2 separate regions of the Mus musculus genome follow, and region 1 is linked to region 2. Evidence: chromatin contacts called from public promoter capture Hi-C data. All regions are on one chromosome and are shown on one strand. Each heading gives the region's core, a stretch centred on a gene start, on an enhancer-like site or on the middle of the called end of the contact. The rest is flanking DNA. Distances are from core to core; before and after follow the strand shown. Region 1 has its middle 12 kb from the start of Gm826. Region 2 holds the start of Actr5 (ARP5 actin-related protein 5).

Region 1 (5,420 bases), core at 1,269-3,768, 1.7 Mb after region 2:
TCACAGTAATAGAAGCCTTAAGACAGACAGACAGACAGACAGACAGACAGACAGACAGACACACACACACACACACACACACACACACACACACACACACACACAGAGCAGTTTGCCGTCCATCTCTGAGTCCCTCCCCAGTCCCCCTGGCAGACTGTACAGAGAAGGGCCAAGTTCAGTGTACCAGCAAATTTCCCACTATGGGCAGCCAGAAGTCTGCTTTGCTGTGATTTGAGGCAGAGCATGCATCTGAGTCCCCTGGGTATAAATCCACTAGGCTGTCACTCACTAGCTGGGGGCCATTCCTGGTGACTATCAATCCTTAGCCTGTCATCAACACTGACAGTGTAGACTTAGGCAGTTGGAAGTGGGAGAATATATGAGGTCCAGGGAAGACAAAGAGGTCGTCCACATTGCCTACGTCTATCAGAGCCCAGAACACGGCACTACCATGGACTCTACCTGCATCTGTCCTGCCTTGTTTATAGCTATCTTCCCAGGGCCTCCCCTCATTCTTGCCACAGAGGAACATGTGGCTAACCAAATTGATATCCCACTTGGGGCAGTTCCCCCAGCCCATCAGTAGTCTGGGAACTCTACTCTTTTACTTCCAGCTGGGAAAAGATGGAAGAGGCAGAGAGTAGGGACACCTTTGCTCTCACCAGCGTTAGCCAGACATTCCAGGGGCCATCTTTCCCTGGAAGCGCCATACATAGATAATGAGAGCTGAATCAGTGTCAGAGGTCTGGATTCAAATCTCAGCTCCATCCACTACAGTATGGCCTTGGGCCAGTGGCACAACTTCAAATTTCAGATGAAAACATGATTAAAAGAAGCATGATCAGTACAATAGCTCCACTAGTGGAAGGAGTTAAAGGGACCTGATGGGTCGCAGACAGCTCTAACTGGCTAATATCACTCTGCAGGTCATTGGAAGCCATTGATCCATTTCCCAGTGCCGCTCAGCAAGCATAGATGCTCTTGACCCCATAATCAGCTTTCCCTCTATGATGTCAGGCAATGCCCTCCCATAGGATCTGGTTTTGAGACCCTACACAGGATCTTCAAAGTCTTTTTCCTTCCCTCTCCTGGAGGGAGTCTAATGTCCGAACTGAATGAGAACTCAACACCAAGACATTTGAGCCACACGGAACAGGATGTGCCTCACTAACCCCTTGGGACCCTTTGCTTCAGTGCAAACAGTTGGGGGCCGCATCAGTATTCTTGAGGTGATCACACCAGGAGGGGCTGGTCAACTCACTCTGTTTATCTGAGGTTCTGTGTCTGTCTGTAAAGTGGAATCAATGCAAGGACCTACCTCAAAAAGATACTGGTGTGATCAAATGAGATTATACATGAAAATGGTACAGTTCTTAAGCATTAGGTCACATTAGGAGGCAGCTAAGAGCTTGCTTCTGCCTTATTCGTGTGCTGATTCTTCCTGCGATCTTCTCAAGTCAGAAAGCTGTCAGATTTTAACTGAATCTGTATAAATAACTAAGAACAGATCAGGAGATCTGTGGCCCACCACACACTGCTCCAGAAGCATATTCGTCACCCAGCTGCCTCCCTCCACCTCCCTTGCCCCCTGGACACATATGCCCCCAGGACTGATAATAGGGTTCTCTCTGTGTCTCCGGGTCCTTAACTTAGCAACTAACGCAAGGACATAAACTGGATCCCTTTTGGTCGTGGCTGGCCTAAATCCAGGAAGACCGTTTGAGAGCCATTTATTCCGACTCTCCCTACATGGAGGAGCCTAGATGAGCACAATAGGAAGCCATCACTGGGCTCTCACCAGGCTGCAAGCTTCTCCAGTAGCTCACTAACTCACTACAGTATCAGGCCATCAATGGGTGAGTTTCAAGTGGGTCGGTCCAAGTGACTTGCCCAAGAGCCCATGGATACAGTCATAAAATTAGGATTTGAACCCTGGACTGTGAAACACCAAACCTCTTCCCTTTTTGCAAAGCTAATTGGAATGTTCGTAACAGAGGTGAAAAACTGAATGGGAAATAGGTTTGTTCATCCGGTTTTTTTTTTTTTTGAATGATCGTATGCCAACCTGATGCCAGAGATCTACCATGCATAAATTATCCATAGCAGTTTGACAAGAGTTTCCTTGAGATTTGGGGTCTGTGGTCCTTCTCCTTAAGCTGGAAACCTCAGATCACCAGAATACAGAAGTGAGGCTCCATTGCCATACGACCGACCTCCACGTTACAGCATAGAGCACTTGGAAGCATAAGCTGCCACTCAGAAACCCTAACCCCCCACTACCCTGAAACCACTTGAGGCCATGTGTGCTGCTTCAGATGATAATCCTGCAACCTCAGCCTTGAGCCACAACAGCCTGGATCCCAGACACGGGAGCAAAGAAGCGTCTTGAAGAGGATCCCCATTCCCAGAACTGTAGTCATCCCAGCTGAGCTGCTCAAATATTACAAAGCAGAAAGGAGCTGTCCCCTGGTGTCCTTCACTTGTCCCTGCCCTCAGAGTCTGTGAGCAAAGTGTAAGGGATGCTGTCTGACAACAGCAAGCTGTGGGAGGTGTGTTGGGCAGCGGCACCCACGTCACCAGGACACCTTCTTACGACACAGGCTCTTATTTCCCAATGCTTTGGACTTGACCGTGGAAATGCACATGGAGTCCAAAGTCAAAGCTCTCATGGACCATTGGAAAGTTCTCATTTGGCCCAGGTCATTGGCTGCAGAGTTGGTGAAGGCATGAACCATTGGCAGCCATTCGTCCTTCCTCAGGAGTTATTGTATTGCTGCTATATCTGTCTGTGCCTGTCCTAGTGCTAGGGACAGGGTGACAGGCAGGCTTTGCCCTTAGCATTTGGTCCTGCAGAACAGATGGACATCAGACCAAACATTTTAAGTGAAAAATGGAAACCCACACCTAAGGAGCAGCAAATTATACTCAGTACATGAGCAGGGTAGACCTAAGATGCTCTGAGTCTGTGTGCATCTGACATGGATGATAGCAGAGGCAGAAGACTGCCAGCAAAGAGAATAGCCTGGGAGAGGTTCAGTCAAGAGACCTGAGAGGTTTTCTAGGGCGTATCAGGTGGACAGTGTGACTAGAGAAAAGCCCCAGGGCAGGGGTGGGGCTGGAGGACCCTGGGAAGGAGCCGAGCATGTCCCACCATGTGACTTCCTCCAGCACAAAGTCCCAATCTGTGACCTGTGGACTTTTCTTCCCTCCTTCCCGAGAGCTGTGACCTGTGGGTCCCCTCTCGTTCCTGGAGCTCTTGGTGGCTTCCCCACTCTGATGCTCCCTTCTCTGTTTCTGGGCCACCACCCCTTGCCCAGTCATTACTATAACAGGACTTTCCCTTCTCACAAGACAGTAACACTTCCCAGATGCCTATACACTACTTGGATGGCCCCAGGATATTAAGTGAAAACCCAAGGTTATAATATGTTTGTGTTTGATCTTTTAAAAAAAAAAAAACCGAATTGCAATTGTCCTACTTAATTTTAAGCCATGTCCTTTTGGGAAGTCTCAAGCTTTAACATAAAGCACACCCACTGTTTTCTGAGGCTTGGCACTCCAAAGTTTTATGAAATTATTAATAATTTCAAACAGGCTATTTGAATTCTAACATAGCCTTCCACCTGCCCTTCAGAGACCTCCTCACTCTTTCTCTTATTGAGTTTAAGACCTGGGCCGTACTAGGTCATTTTTGTCCTAGAGTTCTGAGCCCCCCCATCTCATCGCTTCAAAGCTCCACATGAAACTGGGTAAAGTATGTCATGTCTGGGCCTCAGCCACCTTGGGTTAGATACTGAGCACTCTACCCTAAGGCTATGCTGTGTTTGGGGGATTCTGGAACTCCTCACTATGCTATAGCTGGCCCACACAGAAGGGAAGGCTGACCATGGGTAATAGAACAGCCTGTGCAGTCAAGCCAGGCCACATCTGACCACACCATATTGATGTACGTGCTGTGTGTGTGTGCACCTGTGCAAAAGAAAACAGACACAAAGACCCCCTCTACCAGCCTCAGTAGCAGCTGACAGTGACTTCCATCTCCCCTGTGTCTAAGGGAAGAGACCAGAAACCTCCCAAGGCCCCAGACGAAGATCATAGTTCACAGAAGAAGCTGAGGACAGGGCAAAGTCTAGCAAGCACCTAGCAAACACCTAGCAAGCACCTAGCAAGCACCAGGGGCCTCCCAGTACCTCATGACTTAATCGGCTCCCAAGGAAATCAGAGCAAAGGAATTCAAGGCTCTGGAAGGCAGTGGGCATGCCTACAGGGAATCTGTGAGAAGCAGGTGCCACTCTGCCTTTTCTCTCCATTTAATTCCCAGGGATTGGAACATAGAATCAGATGTACAGTAACACTCTGTTGAATATGTGATTAAGTGAATGAATGAATGAATGAATGAATAGTCAAAAAAAAAAAAACTGTATCCCAGATCTAATGACTCCAAAGTCTAGAAGGCCCTTGTTTTGCAGATATGTAAGGACTAGACCAAAGAGGGCTGGAGAAATGGCCCAACAGCTAAGAGCACTGGCTATTCTTCCAGAGGACCCACGTTCAATTCAAAGCACCTACATAAAAGCTCACAATTGCCTATAACTCCAGTTCCAGGGAATCCAGCATCTTCTTCTGGCCTCCATGGGTACCTGTATGCACAGGTACAACTCGTGCATGCATACACACACACACACACACACACACACACACACACACACACACACGAGCGTGTGCACACACACACACACACATACTTGCACACAATAATTTTTTAAGGTGGACCAAATGAACATACAGCAGCAAGGAAGCAGAGACTACAACAGCCTCAAGCCCTACTCTAAGGATGCAGAGACTACATTCTCAGGTCCTACTAAGAACAAAGATAGGAAAAATGAGCAGACAATATTTGACAGAGGTTTTGAAGTTTAAATAGGAGTTTTCCAGGCTGGTCACTCATTTTCCAAATGTTTAACAAACACCTACTGAATGTGAGACACCAGGCTAGGAACTCAGGATCCACCAGTGAAGGATTTCTACCCTCTTAGAGCACGCATTCAAGGTGACCCAGAGATGGTATTCCAGGCTGAGGGAAGAAGAATAAGGAGGATTCTGAAAGTGAAGAATATGGAGCTCGTTGGACACGAGAGAGGTGGAGAAGCGAGCAAGATCCAGAAGCTCCTGAGTAGTGTCAAGACTTGGTGGCATCCTAAGACATGGTCACCATAGCCCCTTAACTGAATATCTTGACTGGCCTGTGGTTATGTTTTAATCCATCTGTCTTTACACATTCTTAAGCCACAGCTACTCCCCTGAAAGATGCAGAGCTAAAGAGGTATGCACTGGGTGCCAATTAAGAGAAAAGAAATGATTTTGCTCCATTTTTTTCATATCTGATACTGATTTAAGTATTGAAAAACATTTATTCCCAC
Region 2 (5,526 bases), core at 66-2,565:
CCTGAGGGCTGGGATTAAAGGCGTGCGCCACCAAGGCCGGCTTTTTTTTTTTTTTTTTTGCCACTTTTCTTAAAACGTCATGTAAATAAACCAGCCTTCAAAGTGCAGGGCTAAAGCTTAAAAGAAGAAAGAAAATACAGCAATCAAGAAAACAGAAAACTTGAGTTGTCGTGGCGTGCTTGGGGAAAGAGGAAAGAGAAAAAAAAAACAATGCTGGAGTGGTGATCAGGGTGTCTAAGCCCCAAACAACAGCTGCAAGCTGGGTGGTGGGTGGGAGAGGGGAGGATGGTCAGCAGGCTTTCAGGGCAATCTTATCGGGTGGAGCCGTCCTGGTAGGAATTCAGTCAAATGTTCAATCAGGCAATGGATAAAATGAAGACACTTAATCCAGTCTCAAAAAAATTATCTCCCACTTGATCCAGTCTCAAAAAAATTATCTCCCATATCCTCTTCTGTATTCCAGAAGCTTTTATAGAATGCACTCCAAAACAAGGGGTAAACTGGTGTGTCTGTGTGTGTATCTGTGTGTGTGTGTGTGTGTGTGTGTGTGTGTGTGTGTGTGAGATGTCAATAACCCTAATACATAAAAGGCTGGAACAGGAGGATGGCTGAGAGTTGAAGGCCAGCATGAGATACAACGACATGATTAAAAACAAAAACAAAGACAAAACCAAAAACAAAGCAGGGCAGTGGTGGCACACGCCTTTAATCCCAGCACTTGGGAGGCAGAGGCAGGCGGATTTCTGAGTTCGAGGCCAGCCTGGTCTACAGAGTAAGTTCAAGATAACCAGAACTACACAGAGAAACCCTGTCTCAAAAAAGCAAACCAAACAAAACAAAACAAAAAGTGAAATATTCAATCTTAAGTAGACAGCTTGATGAATTTTTACAAACTCACTAAATATTCATTTTAGCTGCCACTCCCAGAAACTGAAGTTAGTAGTACCTCAGAGTTTGGAGTTTGACTGGGCCCTTGAGGGCCCTGAGTTCCATCCCTGGAACCTATTGGGTGAAGAGAACAGGCATCTTGGCACGCTCCCACACCCATCACGCAATAAATAAACAAATGAACAGAAAAAGAAGTCAAAGGGGAAGGAGATTAGCTTAACACGGTCACAAAACTAAGGGCTAGATCTGCAAGGCTATGCAGACAGAGACCAAGGGAGAGTAAGGGGACAGGGAGGGGCGGAGTCCAGCCCAGTGTGGGTGGAGCCTTTGGTCCCTTAGTTAGAGCAAGGGGCGTGGCTACGCCTCCATGTTCGGAGCTGGGGGCGGGGCTCGTGGACAGCCAGTTAGCGCGAAGAGGCGTGGCCACAAGGAGGCTGTTGCGGACAAGCTGGAGCTACGGTTGGACTTGAGGCCTGGATCAGCGGGGAATAGAAACCCACAGAAAGTTCTGGAGCGCCAGGCGGGAATCAGGTGCTGAAACCAGCGAGTCCTCCCGTAAGGAGGAGGCTTCCGGACGCTTCGGGGCCCAGAGACTCAGACGCGGCCCGGGGTTTCGTGACGCACTCGGCTTCGGGGCGGGACCGGCGCTGGCCAAGATGGAGGCCAACGTGTTCCGCTTCCGAGATGCCCGCTCTGCTCCGGATCCCGTGCTCGAAGCCGGGCCGGTGGCCTTCGGGTCGCAGCCGGTGCCTCTGGTGCTGGACAACGGGTCGTTCCAGGCTCGGGCCGGGTGGGCGTGCCCCGGGCCGGACCCCGGTCCCGAGCCTCGCCTGCAGTTCCGCGCCGTGTGTGCGCGCGGCCGCGGCGGGGCGCGCGGCGGGCCGGGGCCGCAGGTGGGCAACGCGCTGGGAAGCCTGGAGCCTCTGCGCTGGATGCTGCGCTCGCCCTTCGATCGCAACGTCCCGGTCAACCTGGAACTGCAGGAACTGCTGCTGGACTACAGCTTCCAGCACCTCGGCGTCTCCTCGCAGGTGAGGGCCTGCCGGGCAGGGCGCGCTCGGCTTCAGCCGTCATGCCAGGCAGTAGGGTATTGAACACAAGTTCGTCAGCCTTGTGCTAGGAGCTAAGGGTACACCACGAAGTCTTTATCTTCCAGAGGATGGGCTGTCTCAGGCACAAGGGTCCAGTTTGCAATAGTCCAAGTGAGATGAGTTTTACCAGCACCAGTCCGATCCTGGAAGTATTTTGAAGATAAAACCAACGGGGTTTATCAGTTAACAGTTTAGCCAAAGCTTGACTTAATAAACTTAAAATGAACCGGGCATGGGTTCACGGCCCTTTAATCCGGGCACTCGGTAGGCAGAAGCAGGCAGATGTTTGTGAGTTCAAGGCCAGCCAGGGCTACACAGAGAAACCTTATCTTAAAAAAACAAAAAACCAACAGACAGACAGACCTACGAAAAGCTTAAATTGATCATGTTATTTTGGCTTCCCAAAATAATCTCCAATAGAGATGAAATGTATTCTTTAAAATGGCCCGTGAGCACCTTTTAAAAGATGTATTATTTCAAAGTTATATGTGTGAGAATGTGTACAAGAGTGTAGGTGCCTTAGGCAGGTGATCTTCTGTGACTGGAGTCAGAGATTAGGTGCTGGGAAACAGAGTTGGGTTCTAATGTGTTCTCTCTAGTCCTCGTGTCTGGCCTTGAGTGTCTCCCTCCACGACCTCGTGTTTTAAATTAGAGTTCAAAAGTAAATTCTGTCCTGCGTAAGGATTTGGGGTTATTTTTGCATTTCATGCATGCTTCCGTTTGTCTCTTTGTGCTTGTCTTTCAAAGTAGGGCTGCGTTGATCATCCCATAGTTCTGACAGAGGCTGTGTGTAACCCCCTCTACTCCCGTCAAATGATGTCGGAGCTCCTTTTCGAATGCTACAGGATCCCGAAGGTTGCCTATGGGATAGACAGCCTCTTCAGCTTCTACCACAACGTGCCCAAGAATGCCCTTTCCAGCGGCCTCATCATTTCATCCGGCTACCAGTGCACACACATCTTACCGGTCTTGGAAGGGAGGTGAGCTGTGCCGTGGCATTGTGTGGGAGAAGCATCGTTTTAGGGCTGCCTGGAATCATGGGACGTAAAAGGTGCCTGTTGGAAAGTCTGGGAAGTGCTAGGTGGTTTAACTGAGCTGGGCTCAGACCTACATCAGTGAGTGCCTTCAGAAGTTACTCTACCTGCCCTTTGGGACCTCCTGGAGGGACTTCAAGTTGGTCTTATGTCTGATTGACAGTTATACAGTGTTACAATTCTGATTTATGGGGGAACAGTTAACATGATACCTGCCCATAGGAGGCATTCAGTAAGCATGGTTTGAGTAAGTTATTCCATTATATTTCTTTCTTTCTTCTTAAAATTTGTGTGTGTGCTTATGCATGCAGGAGCACACCTGTGTCTGTCTGTCTGGATTTGACAGTGCTTGACAGGAAGCTGGAAGCAGAGAACTGTATAAGGGCATTGGTTCTCTGTTTCCACCATGTGGGTCTTAGGAATTGAACTCAGAGGTCCTCAGCCTTGACAGCAAGTGCCTTTACTGCTGGGCCATCTCCCTTTCTCTTAGTTGAATCATTTAATTTAGACCATCTTGGTATTCTGGAGTTAATTTTTAATTAAGATTTTTTTGCCCCCCCCAAAAAAAAAACTTGCACTGCCAACTCTTTAATTCATATTGTCCATACCTTTTATTTTTGGTTACATTGCCTAATACATACTAGGCAATTCTAGAACTGTTTAGTAGAATAAAAGACAGAGATGGTTTTAGTCTGTTCATGTCTGAGTTTAGTTTTGTTTTATTTTCTTGTGTGATGAAGCTAGCATTGTGCCCTTAAAAGTTCCCACATTGCCAGAAGGGCTGTGTGCCGCAGGCAGCGAGCCCTGGCTCTAGCGTGGACGCTTAGCTTTGCAGCCCTGCTAAGATGAGGCTCTGGTCCCTTTACCAGCCAGCATGTATGTGCTTGTTCGTCTGATTGTGGAGAGAAGCAGTTCCCAGGAAGCTTGTGAAATCAGACTCTTAAGGCCCAGAGCAAGTAGCCCTTGGGATTGGCCTGCTTGACCATTTTATTATTATTATTTCTAGGCTACGTGTTCCCAGGAGCCCCCAGAAGAACACACTTGTCACATGTCACTTAGACATCCTACTGAACTGTTTTTTGTTTTGTTTTTTAAATTGAGACAGGGTCTTTACATAGCCCTGGAACTCACTCTATAGACCAGGCTGGCCTCTGCCTGTGTCTGCCTCCCAAGTGGTGGGATTAAAGGCATGTGCCACTACTGGCCTAAACCGCTTTTCTGCGGTAGAAGCTAAAGGGCCACATGCCGGGGTCTGCAGTAGGAGTTCTGGCGTTGGGTAAGAGGCTGAACCAAGGGAATCTTCCTGATATGGTTTTAGGTGTCCTCACCCTCCACTAGTCTAGTCTGCCCCTTTGTCTGAATTCAGTTCTGCTTTCCAAGATGGTCTACATTTTGTCTTTTCTGCTGCATTGACTCTCAGTGTTGTTCTTTATTACTTCGGTATAGGCTCGATGCCAAAAACTGCAAGCGCATCAATCTTGGAGGAAGTCAGGCAGCTGGCTACCTGCAGCGGCTTCTCCAGCTGAAGTATCCAGGCCACCTGGCAGCCATCACACTCAGCCGCATGGAGGAGATCCTGCAGGAGCATAGCTACATTGCCGAGGACTACGGGGCAGGTGACACAGGGGGCCATGGCGGGTGATACAGAGGAACTTGCTCCAGGTTTCCAACTCTGTTGACCGTGAAGGGTCCTTGACTCTTGCTCGCTCAGATCCACCTCTGCTTTCGGTGCTCACATGGTGAGAGTATTAAGTAAACTAATTGTCATAAACATAAACTATGTTGTCCCGTCACACAACATAGCTTTTGCAGTTTGCCTCTGTGGAGTCCAGTGTTCGAAGACAGCCAGGGCTACACAAAGAAACCCTGTCTTAAAAAGCCAAAAAAAAGTTTGACACCAATTGAAAATGCTTTATCTCACATCCTTAGAGTGATGTCAGAGCACCTCTCAGTCTCCCACATATCCTGAACTTTTCTTTTTGAGTCAGAGTCTCCTTATATAGCTCAGGCTGGCCACTGTCCCTCAGTGTGGTCTCAGATCCTCCATCTTCCTGCCTTAGCCTCTAAGTATCTCAATCTTTTGGTTTGTTTGTTGGTTTGGTTTGCTTTTTTCTGAGACAGGTTTCTTTGTATATTCCTGGCTGTCCTGGAACTCAACTCTTAGACCAGGCTGGCCAAAGACTCATAAAGATTCGCCCGCCTCTGCCTCCCAAGTGCTGGGATTAAAGGCGTCACTGCCACCGCTCAGGGTGGAGGTAGGAGGATCAGATATGCAGGGTTATCTTTGTGTCACAGTGAGCTCAAAGCCTGCAAAGACTGTGTGAGATGCTGCTTCAAAGAAACCAACCTGCAGGCGGAAGGATGAATGGCTCAGAGCACTTGCTGCTTTTGCAGAGGTCCTGGGTTTCCTTAGGAGTGGCTCACTATCATCCCTGATTCCAGTTTCAGGGGATCTGCTGCTCTCTACTGGTTTCAGTGGGCATGTACATAGTGCCCTTAAACACGCGCATACA

Evidence for each region. Promoter capture Hi-C pulls out the DNA fragments that hold promoters and counts their contacts.
Region 1: a promoter capture Hi-C map of liver shows a contact between it and region 2, with 2.7 times the contacts expected there. The contact joins the enhancer-like site here to the promoter of Actr5 in region 2. A contact is called at or near these places in 6 of 39 promoter capture datasets (the 3T3-L1 cell line, hippocampal neurons, liver and 1 more) and 1 of 115 datasets of contacts at active chromatin or transcription factors (embryonic stem cells).

What each region holds. Positions count from the first base shown.
Region 1 is chr2:160,337,178-160,342,597 of GRCm38.p6, forward strand. It overlaps Gm46773 and a transcript of Gm826 not described here. Among named protein-coding and RNA genes, the nearest start is that of Gm826, 12 kb to the left of the region's middle. Within about 2 kb of position 2,519, at least 5 of the 459 cell types and tissues checked have an H3K27ac peak or open chromatin away from gene starts, as enhancers often do. A contact at or near this core is called in liver, where this site is marked.
Region 2 is chr2:158,623,598-158,629,123 of GRCm38.p6, forward strand. Actr5 (ARP5 actin-related protein 5) reads left to right here and starts at 1,316. Exons shown (of 9, transcript NM_175419.4): 1 at 1,316-1,919; 2 at 2,730-2,959; 3 at 4,460-4,629. The coding sequence starts at 1,545.